2 separate regions of the Hordeum vulgare genome follow, and region 1 is linked to region 2. The links are chromatin contacts, called in public Hi-C maps. All regions are on one chromosome and are shown on one strand. Each heading gives the region's core, a stretch centred on a gene start, on an enhancer-like site or on the middle of the called end of the contact. The rest is flanking DNA. Distances are from core to core; before and after follow the strand shown.

The links. Hi-C and Micro-C count contacts between places; a contact is called where the count stands out from the background.
Region 1: a contact with region 2 is called in a Hi-C map of seedling, with 1.7 times the contacts expected there. The contact joins the promoter of LOC123427820 here to the promoter of LOC123427819 in region 2. A contact is called at or near these places in 2 of 6 Hi-C or Micro-C datasets (leaf and seedling).

Annotation. Positions count from the first base shown.
Region 1 is chr2H:613,450,481-613,457,129 of MorexV3_pseudomolecules_assembly, reverse strand. It overlaps LOC123427820 (imidazoleglycerol-phosphate dehydratase 3, chloroplastic), which reads left to right and starts at 2,746. Exons shown (of 8, transcript XM_045111955.1): 1 at 2,746-3,214; 2 at 3,356-3,483; 3 at 4,307-4,411; 4 at 4,613-4,705; 5 at 5,789-5,863; 6 at 6,149-6,211; 7 at 6,368-6,477. The coding sequence starts at 3,007.
Region 2 is chr2H:613,284,470-613,290,962 of MorexV3_pseudomolecules_assembly, reverse strand. It overlaps LOC123427819 (GPI mannosyltransferase 2-like), which reads left to right and starts at 4,357. Exons shown (of 8, transcript XM_045111951.1): 1 at 4,357-4,413; 2 at 5,010-5,609; 3 at 6,048-6,140; 4 at 6,219-6,414. The coding sequence starts at 5,098.

The DNA of each region.
Region 1 (6,649 bases), core at 1,497-3,996, 170 kb before region 2:
GGCTCTTCGTGAAGAGCCAGCACTAGCACGTGCTCGTAGGTGCTTTGTGAGAATGAAAGGTGGACCATATATGATAAAAGTAGTACTCTTTTACAGTTAACTGTTGTACAATCTAGCTATAAGATGAGCTATAAGAATGCTTATAGCTAGCAGTTGGCTATACTATTAACTATGCTCTTAGCCATGCATGGTCATTGGTCAATGCCTCAATGGCAGGGTGAGTAGGAAAACAAGATACTCCATGCATGACGATGATAGTTTGACTCTTCCACCCCAAATCAGTTGAATAATGAAGCGACACACAAGCTGCATGAGTAGCCCTCCCATGCTCAACTCAAACTCGAAATGTCAGCGTGGAGAACACCAAGACACCACCACTCATGCATGCACGTACAGATATGGTCCATTATTTTCTCGGGACAGTTAAGGCAGCAATCAATGAACAGTGCGTACAGCGCCTGGACTTTCTTCTTCTTCTTCTCTGCACCCAACAACTTGCCCATTCATGGGTCAGCCAGTCTATGAAGTCTGAGGTCGACGTACTAGCTTGACGGTGCCACGTAAGAGTACGTTACTAGACGTCTAGACTCCTCTCCATACTGTAGAGTCTGTACCAACGAGTACCAAATCTTTTTTTTTTCAAGAGTACCCAATGACGTACAATATTTTTGTAGGAGTACCAAATCATCAAGGTAGGAGTACAAAAGCTACTAATGTGGTTAACTGCACCATATTTGCAACGGCAGACGGCAGAGCAGTTGGCACCGACGAGGAGAAATTCTGACCAAGAGCAAAGTTTGCACTAATGGTTACTATAATTACCTACTGCACCCACTTCCACCCCATGGTCGCATCGCATCTGCATGCGACCGGCCTGCAATGATTAAGCACAAGAAAGTCGTGCGCTGCACAGCGGCCCAACAAGAGAATTCCCAGACAATCACCACACAGTTCTTCCTCGTAGTAGTGTAGCACTAGCTAGCTACTCCCTCCGTCCACAAATAAATGTACATATAGATTTGTACTTAGTCAATTTTTTTAAAATTTGACAAATTTTATAAAAAATACTAGCAACATATATGACATGAAAATGACATATTTGAAAACTTTATGTAAAGATAAATCTATTAATACTAATTTGATGTCATAAATGCTAGCACATTTTTCAATAAAGTTAGTCAAAATTTAACTAGTTTGACTGACAGAAAAGAAAAAAATACACTTATTATCGGACGGAGGGAGTAGCTTGCTTGTGCGCTCCGCCAACCGCCGATGTGCCGACTAAACCATATCCATTCATGCGTGCACCTGTGTCCACTAAGGGGGTGTTTCTTTCCAGGGACTTTTTTGTGTAGGGACTAAAAAAAGTTTTTTTTAGTCTCATGTAAAAGAAACAGGAGGGACTTTTAAGGACTAAAATGGGGTATTTGGGACTAAAGGAAGAAGTCCCTATGGAAGGGACTTTTTTGGCACTTTGGAAGTCGACATGATTTGCACTGTGCCTGGATAGATGAAGCAAATCGGAGGGTGCTTGGATCCAAGAGACTAAAACTAGTCTGACTAAAACTAGTCTCTTTAAGAGGCTAAAGTTCCAAGCACCCCTGACTAAAAAAAGGCTAAAACTAGTCTTAAGGTTAAAAACTTTTAGTCAGGGATACCCCTACTAAAATATGCATTAGTCCTCTCATTCCTCATTTAACTCCTCATGCAAGTTTTGGATTAAAAGGTTTGGAGAATAATAAATGCTCATTAACTTGATTTTAGTCTCTTTAGTACTACTTGGATTAAGCATGGATGAGGCTAGCAAATTTTAATCTCGTTACTTTTAATCATGAAACTAAAACGTATGAAGCACCCTCACAGGGTTGAGCCGAGGAGCGGAAGAGGGCAGGGGAAAAAAGCGCGATCGAGTCTTAAAAAACAAGCCCCGCGCGCGCAATGAATGAATGGTTCGCCGCCAATCAATGCAGGGGTTGGTTCCCGGTTGACATTTATATGCGCCAGACGAGGTCCACCATCGTTGGTCTATCTGCTGCTGGCCGTAGGAGTGCATGCGTGTCCATGTCATCTTGCTGGGTGCAACCGCTCGACATGAATGCGAGCTCGCTAGCCCTTCCTTCAATGGCCGTCCCCATCGACCGACTGACCGGTCTTCTTCTTTTCCTTTCTTGCTTCAATGGCGCAATTGAATTTGAAAGCAAGGAAAGGACAGGAGAAGCTGTAGTACGTAATATTTGATGGGCGTAATCATGGACGTAGCGTAGATACGGTTGCGCGTAGCTGTTCCCGGGTGAATACGCGTCCGCATCATTGGCTATCCTGCAGCTTCGCATTACTTACACCCGTCGCCATCGCATTAATTTGGGTTTCTATTTATAAACCAGTATACGTATATTCAGAAACGGTGGTACTCCTATATCTTTTACTAGAAAGCAACGCAGCATTTATAAAAAAAATCTTCATGAGCTCTATATCTATTATATCAAATCAAAAAGACTGTTACATCGTCCAACCATCCAACTTACAATTGATGCCGGCGGCTCGTCAATCCATATCGAGGGTGAGAAAGCGACCCAACTTTTGCACACAATAAATTGTTATAATTTTTTTGCTGCAACACATTTTTTTTTCAAGTTTAAAACCTAACCTGTTGATTTTTTTTCATCGCTAGACTGTCAGTCACTGTCTATGCCCAACTGGTCCATTCGTCCAGGTTAGGGACACCGTGACCAAATACGGCCCAAGTTCCTCCGGCCCAACTTTTGCCTGTCGCTGACGAGCCCCTACCCCTCCTCCCTCCCGTCCTCACTCCGCCGCCGCTGACCTCGAGTTTCTCCGGGCCCTACGCCCACCTCCAGCTCCGGGGTCCGCCCCGCCGCCGCGCTGTCGCGGAGCGTATTCGATCCGAGCTCGAGTTCCAGTGCAGCCTTGCCCGAATTTCCCGGTCGCTAAGTCCAACCCCAGCCCAGGCCTGCTCGACTTCGCGCCCACCGCGAGCTCTCGCTGATGACCACCGCGCCGTCCCTCTCTCCCTCGCTCTCCCGACTACACTCCGCACGGGCCTCTCCGTTCCCCAAATCCCCGCTGAGGTCCGGGGCCGGGGTCGCCTTCCCCGCTCGGCCGTACGGACCATCGCTTCGCCTGAGGTCGCCTGCCATGGCCGCCAGCGGCGTCGGCGGGAACGGCTCTCCGATGGCGCCCGAGGACTCCACAGGTGGTTCGATTTCTACTCCTACTCTGTTTGCCATGCTGCTTCGTGCATGTGATTTGTACTACCTGTGTTATGATTGTCGAAGTCACCGTTGTTCAGCTCCTCTACTAGCTACTTATCTCTTATTCTGTTCATTGTTTTCAGTGTCATCTAGGTTGGGAGAGGTCAAGCGGGTAACCAAGGAGACAAATGTGCATGTCAAGATCAACCTGGACGGCACTGGTGTTGCCAACTCCAGCACAGGGATACCCTTCTTGGATCACATGCTTGATGTGAGTATGGTTTACTCCTCATGTCAGTAGTTGTGGATTCAGAATTTTTTGTAGACAATATATCTTCCATTTTGTTCCAAGAAAAAGGAGCGCAGCTCTTTTTGGGAAGCAAGAATGCGATTTCTATTGCATCTGTGTGAAGAAGACAAGACGAAACAATACCTTAAGTCCTTAACTCGAACCCATGAAATGGATAAACAGACAAAAATGGCAACTAGTGCTCTGAATTTGTGTTGGTCAAAGCCTACATAGAGGGCATGATAACTTTAGATGTTTAAGAGCATGATTAGTACAATCCTGTTATTATTAGGAGAAAGTGATGCGTACACAACTAAGCCTGAAGGGGTCCTGCTGTAGAGAAGTCTGCTGCCTTTCAAGTTGCACGTGTTAAAGGTGATGTTGAGCAATTGGGATGGGAATTCTTATTTGATTTTTCTTCCCCAAGGGTGATGTGATCCATGCAAAGATTGTTACTACTCTTCTTCTTATTAACTAATGTCTGTATGTGTGAAATGTAAGGCTTTTCTTATTCCACATCAGTGACAAACTGACAGCAATGGCTACTGTGGATGACCAAGCCCTTACATCTGAAATTAATACGTGAAACGCAACTGCAGTAAAGTGGTAGCGTAGCAAAACCCAACACAAGTAGAAATAAAATATTGAAAAGTATTTCTGTTTGAAGGTTGATGCACTCTGAATGGTCCAGTATTATGTTCTGTGTATATCTTGTGCTTGACAGTAGAAGGTTCTAACTCTTGCCGTGTGAGTGTTTTTTCTTCTGGTCAAAGCTAGGCATTAACTTTCAGTTTGCAACTTACAGCAACTGGCATCTCATGGACTGTTTGATGTATACGTGAAGGCGACGGGTGACACACACATTGATGATCATCACTCGAATGAGGATATTGCTTTAGCAATTGGAACGGTGATTTTTTTCTGTTATTCTTTTCCAACTTGGCGTAGTACTTCTAGAAATTGTTGTATGGATTTCATTTTGACCTCATTGCTAAATTTGCATATGCCATATTTCTATTCTTTACTGAATTCTGAACTATCCAATGTTCAATGTTCTCCTATCTTACAGGCAAAAGTTTACTGTGGTGACATTTTTTTTCTTTCCTTTTAGGCATTACTTCAAGCACTTGGTGACCGAAAAGGAATCAACCGGTTTGGACATTTTACAGCACCACTTGATGAGGCAGCAGTTGAGGTTATACTGGTATGCAGGACCATCTTCTTCATTTAACTACCATGCCTGCAATCTCCATTTAGGAGGTTGCATGTCTATGTTGGCATTTATGAGCTCTTGAGCCTCTTACCTTTGCTAACACATAACTGAATTACAACTTCCATCTGTCTGGTTCTTCACTTTGATAATGATCAGGCATTAAAATAATTTTGTGCTCTTATTACATGAACATCTCATGTTATTATAGGCTGGTCTGTATATTTTGACTGTTGAGGACTGTTATCAAGAACCTTTTTGCTTTGTTTTTGCCATAGTTTTTCTGAATCATCCATTCACATAAGTTAAGACTTGAATGATAGCAAGACTGTTATTTCACTGTATCATTTTTCATGACCCAAGCACTGGCAAGTGTATTCGTGAGCAGGCTGCTGTGCCGTAGTGTTGAGAGAGAGGTGGGCGAGAGGGTTGTTGGAGGTGAACCTCCGTTTTTTGGTTTTTCTTTTTTTATTGATTAATGCCTCTAACGGCATGTACAATGCAGGCACTTAGGCCTGGGCGCTAGGGATTAAATCCCAGCTGTTTTGGCAGTTTCCTTTTACTGATTCCCGGTTCCTTTCTTTGCATTGATGCATGAAGAGGAGTCGGGCGCTTAAAAAACCAGTACAAAATACTAACGCTAGCGTCCGGGCGCTTCTGTATGCGTTCCTGCCCAGAAATTTAAGCGCTTCTGCGTTGGAGATGCAAATTTAAGCGCTTCTGCGTTGGAGATGCCCTAAGGCTTACACGACGACATCTACTTGATCCCCAAGTTGGATCAGACCCTTTCCTAACAAAACTCTGAACATTCCCTAACAAACTCTGATTCTTTCCTATCTTAACAATTCTAATGACGAGAAAAGTCTCAGGCTGCAGGCTCTGCCCTAGCCCTGCGCACATAATGCTGGTCCCACCTATGGTCGGCCATGACATTTATCTAAAATTTGGGTCACCTATTGCTTGTCAACAATTCTGACATTGTTGTCATGGTGAATATGCAAATATCTACTGACCAGTTAAACTATGCCTTGTTGAGCTTAGATGTTTGCCAGTCATTATTTTTCCCTCTGAATCCAGGATCTATCTGGTCGACCTCATTTGAGCTGTGGCTTGAGTATTCCTACTGAGAGAGTTGGGACATATGATACACAGGTAATTTGCAAAATTTCGACAGATATTTTCAATTGTCTGCTATTTATGTCAGACTTAAGAATGATTCTCATTGTCAAATATGAAATATGACTTGTTCATTCAAGTTTACTTTAGATTATCATTTCCGCTTCCAGTTTTGTTAAATTCGAATTTTCCTCTCCACAGGCAATATATTCTGACATATCTTCACAATATCTGCTAGTCGTTTTTTGAGTTAGGGTGATGCGATCCTCTTACTCTGTATGTCGCTGCTATCAACTTAGGCAAACCATTTTTTTATGACAGCTAGTTGAGCACTTTTTCCAGTCCCTTGTGAATACATCTGGGATGACGCTTCACATCCGTCAGGTATATTTTGCTTCAGTTTCAAAGAAATCCTCTTCGTAAGCTTTGGGTCAATGCTAGTACAATTTTTGTTGGTGATATTTGAGCCAATACAATTGTTTCTTGACCCTGGTTAAGTATACATAACCCTGCACTCACTCTTTTTCTTCCCTTCACAAGCTTGCGGGGAACAACTCGCACCATATTATTGAGGCAACTTTCAAAGCATTTGCCAGGGCGCTTCGACAAGCAACGGAATATGACTTACGCCGACGTGGCACTATACCCAGGTTTGTGTCCTCACTCACTGCAAATAGCCAAATATTGTTCAGAAAAAAACTGTTTTGGCAGTTTAAACAAAACGTCTTATATTTAGGAACAGAGGTAGTAGATGACAGATCGGTACAATAATGTAGAGCAACTTAACAGGAATATTGTTAATCTGTACTGATTTTTGTGATG
Region 2 (6,493 bases), core at 3,108-5,607:
GCATCCAAAATCTGAGGCGCGCGCCACCCGCCACAAGAGGCAGCCGACAAGGGAGATGGACGTGACAGAGCAGTCCATGCGCTGCCGTCGCGGGATGCAGGCAGAGCCTAACGAGGACGAGCGGCTCCTTGCATGGGTCTACCGTCGGTCCCTCATGACGACGGAGACGTACGCTTGCCACCTCTGATGAAAGAATGCCAAGGCGCTCTGTCTCGCTATTGACCAGCCGGAGCATGAGGCAAAGGAGGGAGCGGCGGAGGCGGCTCGGGTCACCAAGTTGAATATGGAGCAGGACAGGGTGGTTCGTTGGTGAAGGGCCTCATCGTCATCTTCGACTCTAACGCCGACGACGGCAACAATTGTACCTCCTCCTCCTTGTACGACCAAGACTCTCCACCAGCCTCGGATGTCTCCAACTACGTCGGCTATCGGAAGGGCAAAGGCCTGGCAAGGAAGTGGTGATCCCGCCCCTGCTCCTCATATGTTTATATCGTTTTTAGTTGTAGAAGTTTAGAAACTTGTCAGAGGACAAACTAAGATGATTTTTGGATGATGCAAAGTTTGTTGATGTCCGTTTGCAACCGATGTTGTATTCGTTTGCATCCGATTTAGTTGTGTGTCGTTTGATCACGTAGAGTTTGAGAGGCGAATTAGTTCATCACGGTTGTAGATGCTCTAAGGTAATATCATTGCATATGTTTTCTATAAGCTCCACTTAATGCACGTGACGTTGCGCACGATCGGCGAGTGAAGTCTGAAATCATCTTTATGGTTGTAGGTGCAGTCGTAAATGAACCCTGACCTTCAATCCCGGAACTTCGTACCCTGAACTCTTTGATCTCGGACTTTTTTTTACTCTTAAGCTTGTTTTAGGCTAGGATCTGCTGAAGTCGCAGTGTTAGAGGGCGGGATTGCAAATTAATAATGCCACCTGTGCTCGAGCAGTTCTCTTTTATATGTTTCTTTTCTACTATAGTGATTGTCGGCGGCCGCCGCGATCAAGCGCTCGTCATCGTCGCCGTCATGGAAGAAGAACAAAGTCACGTCGTGGGAGAGGAACAAGGGAACTGAAAGCCGAGGGGGTCAGCGAGTTGGTCCGGCTCGACCAGGTATAGCCTAAAACCCCACCCGCAGGTGCTGACTGAGCCCATTCCAAGCCACATACAGATCTCACTGTTTGGATACTCACACAAGGATAAAAAAGTTCGAGATCAGAAAGTTTTAGGATACGATGTTTTGGGATTTAAAGGTTGGAGTACATTTGCCTGCTTCTAGATTTCAGGCTTCCCTCCACGATGAGCTGTACGACCCATGTGCCAACAAGTGACACTTTTTCTTAATGAAATTTTCCATTCCTATGTACGGATATGGAGTTATCACTAACGGAAAATAGGTCAAGGGCAATTTTGCAGTGCTTATCCTTGCTCCATCGTGCATAAGATTTTGGCTTTTCGTTCCTTGTGTTCTCAAAGGTGAGTGTGGCGGCTGTCACGCTGTGTGCAGCGAGCAGGGGTGTCACGTTCCAGCAAAAATCTGTTGGATATGGAACTCCCAAATCCCAACAACTCCCTCCACACCACAATGTCATGCATGCATCCGGCCGGGCCGGCCTCGTGTGTTATAGAGGTAGCTGCGGCTTGGTACACGTATCGACCACTCGAGGTCTCGTACTCATGCATGTGACTTTCCGTAATGAGAAATAAGTTTGTTTTAAACCTAAAATTTGTAGATCGTAGTCTTTTTTTTAGGGAGGTAGAGCTTAGCAAAATCAAACCCCTAATTCCGTATCCAGGTTGTTGGCGCCCTGAGCTTACCAATCTCGGATTAAACCGAACTCTGGAGCTGTTTGGTGCACCGGAAAAGCAACGATTATGGGATTACATTTCTTAGGTCGCTCCTTTGATGGGTTGGCCAAACTGCAAAATAGTCATGGTTTATTTTACGAATTTTAAAAAATATGCATGATATTGAAACATGTTTGCAAATCAGAAAAAATGTTCGAAAATTAACAGCAAAAGAACTTCAGGAGTTTCGAAAAATGTTCGTGAAATCAAAAAATGCTCGCAAATCTGTGAACAATTCGGAAATAAAAATTATTCCCAAATTTTAAAAAGGTTCAGGAGTTTGAAAAAATGTTCATGAACTCAAAAACTGTTCATAAATTTGAAAAGGTTTCTTGCATTTGAAAACAAATTCGTGAACTCCAATGTTTTGAATATAAAAATCTGTTCATGAATTTTAAACAAGATCATGAACTCAAAAAATGAAAAAAAAATGTTCACGAACTCAAAAAATGTTTGCAAATTTATAAAGTGTTCATGAATTTGAAAAGTATGTTCATGAGTTTGAAAATCTTTTGCAAATTGAAAAAATATCACACTCTCGAAAATAAATGCAAAGTCAAAAATTATTTATGAAATTGAACTAATTTTCATGTTTTTTAAAAAACATTCACAAGTTTAAAACATGTTCATGAATTTTAGCAACACTTACAAAGTTGAAAAAAAATCTACATATATTTAAGAGAATTGACCATGTATTGTAAAATGCTTAATGAATATTCAGAAATATAAATGTAAGTAGATACATAATGTTTACAAACATATCTGATAATAAAATAGACAAAGGGGAAGATAAAAATCAAAGAAAGAAAGAAAAATAAATAGGTAAATAAAAATGCCTAAGGAAATTGTAAATAAAAACTAAAAAGGGATATAGAATGAAAGTAGAAATTACAGGAATGGGAAATCAAAAGAGAGAAAAAAAGAGTTACTGGGCATGAGTACGAGAAAAAAGAATTAAGGAAAGCAGCTTAAGTTCATCTGCAAGTGGGCACGAATACAAAAATAATCATTTACTTGGCGACCCGCAGGAGACTAGAGGTGGAAAATAAATATAGGTTGGTCCATGTGAGTTAGGGAAAGTAGCAAATTATCCCATTACGTGAAAAACAACTCCATGGTTCGATTTAGATCAAGATTGATAAGTTCAGGGTGCCAACGATCAAGATCCGAAATTGAGGGTTCGACTTAGCTAAGCTCTACAAGTTCAAGAATAAAAATGATTTTTTTCTGCACAACGAGCTTTGTAATATTAAAGTAAGAAAAACATGGAGGTTTGGTCAGCTACTCTTAATTTGTTTCAGGCAGTGATGGACCCAGAAGTTGAACTTAACCAGAATGAACATTTAAAGTCTTAAACTTTGATCTGTAATAGCAAGTTTACTCTACCAAAACTCTAAGAAATTCAACTACAAAAACATGAAAACGCATAAAATGATCTCCGGAGACTGGGTTCAGCGTAGTTTCCACTTTGCCTTTAGAGACTGGGATCGGCATTGACATGCTAGATTAGATACTCCATCAACACAAGGTCATGGAATGACCTGCGAAATTGAGTGTTTTCTTCTAAATTTTTTATACTACTATACACTTTACATGCAAACATTGGTGTGGCACAAAAAAATTGTAAACCAAGAAGAACAAGGAGGGAAGAAAGGTCTACAGGGTGGGTTGCGGCCCACCCTGAGATTTTAGACCAGGCCATACCATAGAAAATTGAGTGGAAGAAAAGGCCCAAGAAACAATGGCTTACTCGTCCCGACCCATACTGCCATACAACGCACACAGACAGACTACCGCTCAAAAAAAAAAAAAAAACGCACACAGACAGACGCACCCTGCTCGTCCCCGACCTCGGCCGCCCGCTCGGCTCCCGATCTCGCCGCTTGCCTCGCCGTCAGCCGCCCCTGCCGGCCCCGCTCGGCCGGCGCTGGGCGCCACCGCGTCCCCCTGGCGCACCTGCCAACCGGCGCCTGCCGCCCAGTCCGCTCCCCGCCGACTCCGGCATTCTGCCGGCAACCCTGCCCGGCGTCCAGCCTTTAGCCCGATTTGAGGACTCGAGGCAAGTTGTCCACTGCGGCATTTCCCATTCCCCAATTTCTGATTTAGGGTTTGCTCTTTCCTGTCTGCTACATCAATCAGGTGGAAGAGTCAAGTCTATTGCGTTAGCTAAACAGACTTGCTATCCACTACATGAACACATAGTCGTATCAGCACATACACATAGCTTTTTGCTATCCAGTACATGAACACCTGATCTGATTGTTTGCCACTCTAATAAGTTGCTCTAAAATGGCACTCTAACAAGTTACTGTAGCAATGCCACTTTATAACAGATTAACAATGCCACATTGTCTTTCTTGTACTTCTCGAGGTATGTATTATGTAGGCTTCTCATGCAAAATTGAGAAATCTAGTATGTCTGTAAGACCATATTGATCTGTTTGTATGTGCTATTGGTAAATTAATTAGAATGCTGGCATGTCATATTTGTTGTCAATTGTTTTTAGGTGGACTACCCTGTTTTGAAACCCTAGATCCGCCACTGAGGTGAGCACCGTGCCACCAACAGGTATGTCTACATTGATTCCGTTCTCCTTCTATCCATTTTCTTATGGGTTAGATTAGGCGATACGTATGTTGTTGATGTGATATTGTTATAGGAAACTAGAGATAGAAACAGAGACTGATTGATGGATTTGCTTGTCAACTTGTATTGGCCGATGGATTTGTCCGAGAATGGCTTCATGGCTTGATGCTCGCTGCCTTGCTTTGCTGTTGTTGGCTTGTGAAAATAACAAGAGGATTCCTGTTGTGTTTCTTGGAGGCATAGACGTATAGCTCTGTTTAGGTGCTACTATTCGTAGCTTGCTGTGTACTGTCTTCACAGATGATGCACCATGTCCCATTTCCCCCTAGCCCGCTAGACAAGATAATCAAGACTTAAGAATATGAGCTATCTCTAGAGCAGGGTAAGAGCCTCTTCTATTCAAATGGTCCTCATAAAAGATTTTGGGGGTTCAAATCTTTGTGATTTCTCCATATGTAATGTTTGATTCGTAGTATTGAGTTTTATGATCTTTTCTTCCGCTAGAAAATCCTTTGTACTAAATTTTATGGAAAAAATTCCATTGAGTGAAACTTCTAAATCCATAGGTAATGTTTTAGGAACCAGACGGGTTGGAAAACCATCTGTGAGTCAGCGATCCACCCTGCCAGTGTTCTGCTCTCACGGCGCCTTCCCCCCGCCCGGCCCATGGCGACGCCGCTCGTCACCATCGTCCGGCTCGCTGCCGCCTCCCGCGTCTTGGTCCTTACTCTCTCTTTGCTCGCTTGCCTTCTCTTTCGCCCCTACGACACCTCCGCCTCCCTTCACCCGCCTTGTCTCTCCTCCCCCTCCTTCCCCCCTTCCACCTCCTCTTCTAATTCCACCACCGCCACCATCTCGTCCCTAGCCGTATGGGATGGTGTCCACTTCGCCCGCGCTGCCGAGTGCGGCTACGAGTACGAGCAGTCATTCGCCTTCCTCCCCCTCCTCCCCGCCTCAATCACTCTCCTCTCCCGGTCCCGTAAGTCACCTCACCTCTACCTCAACTTCTCATCATTGAGGTGTCTTCTTGATCTGGTTTGGTGTTGGGTTTTGGCCCCTTTTCCTTCTGCAGTGTTCGCGCCGCTGGTGCCGATGCTGGGGTACAGGGCCGTGCTCGTGATCTCCGGGCATGTTCTGAACAATGTGGCGTTTGTTGCCGCCGCGGCCTATTTCTACAGGTGACTGACGCTCTTCAGCTACACACATTGGCGTATTTATTTCAGTGTAATTAGGATTTCTATGTTTAAAAGTGCTGTTTTAGGTTTTTGGATCATGTCAACAGATATTCATTCTATCAGAGTCATGCTTGTGCGCATAATGATCTACTAATATTAGTGTGTTTAATCATTTGGATGCTTGATGTTTCAGTCTTGGTATCCATCATAGTTTAATAATAGAGTTTGAGTAATTGCGATAAAAATCTGCCTTCAAATTTTAGTTGTAATACATTCATTTCGAGTGCAGGACTACCCATTTCTCATTCACAAATATTGCCGTTTGCACAACCACCAACGAGTTGTTCTCATGTCTAATAATATGTAGATTCACTTTGCCTAGCATCAATACAACTATTTATTCTAATGTGAAAAAGTGACCCTTTATTCTACTTCCTACAGATTATCTGTGCTGATCTTGAAGGACTCAGGAGCGGCCTACCGTGCATCTGTTCTTTTTTGCTTCAATCCTGCTTCTGTGTTCTACTCATCCCTGTAAACTTCTTTGCCTTTACGCCACAACGAATCATGTACTAGCTATGACTTAACAGCAGCATGTTTTTGTTTTGGCAGATATTCAGAAAGTCTTTATGCCCTTTTTTCGCTCGGAGGACTGTTCTACCTGTTTTTCGGTTCTCGTACCGTTGCAATGATAATGCTCGCACTCTCTGGTTCAGCTAGGTCAAATGGAGCACTTAATGCTGGCTATATCTGTTTTGAGGCTTTGCTACAAGCATATGATGCTGCTATCCAGAAGAAAAGGCACATGGTACAGTTTCTTTTAATATTTTGGAATTTTTATGTTGTTGTGTATGGGGCTTACCATACGAGCTAACATGAAGAGGCCA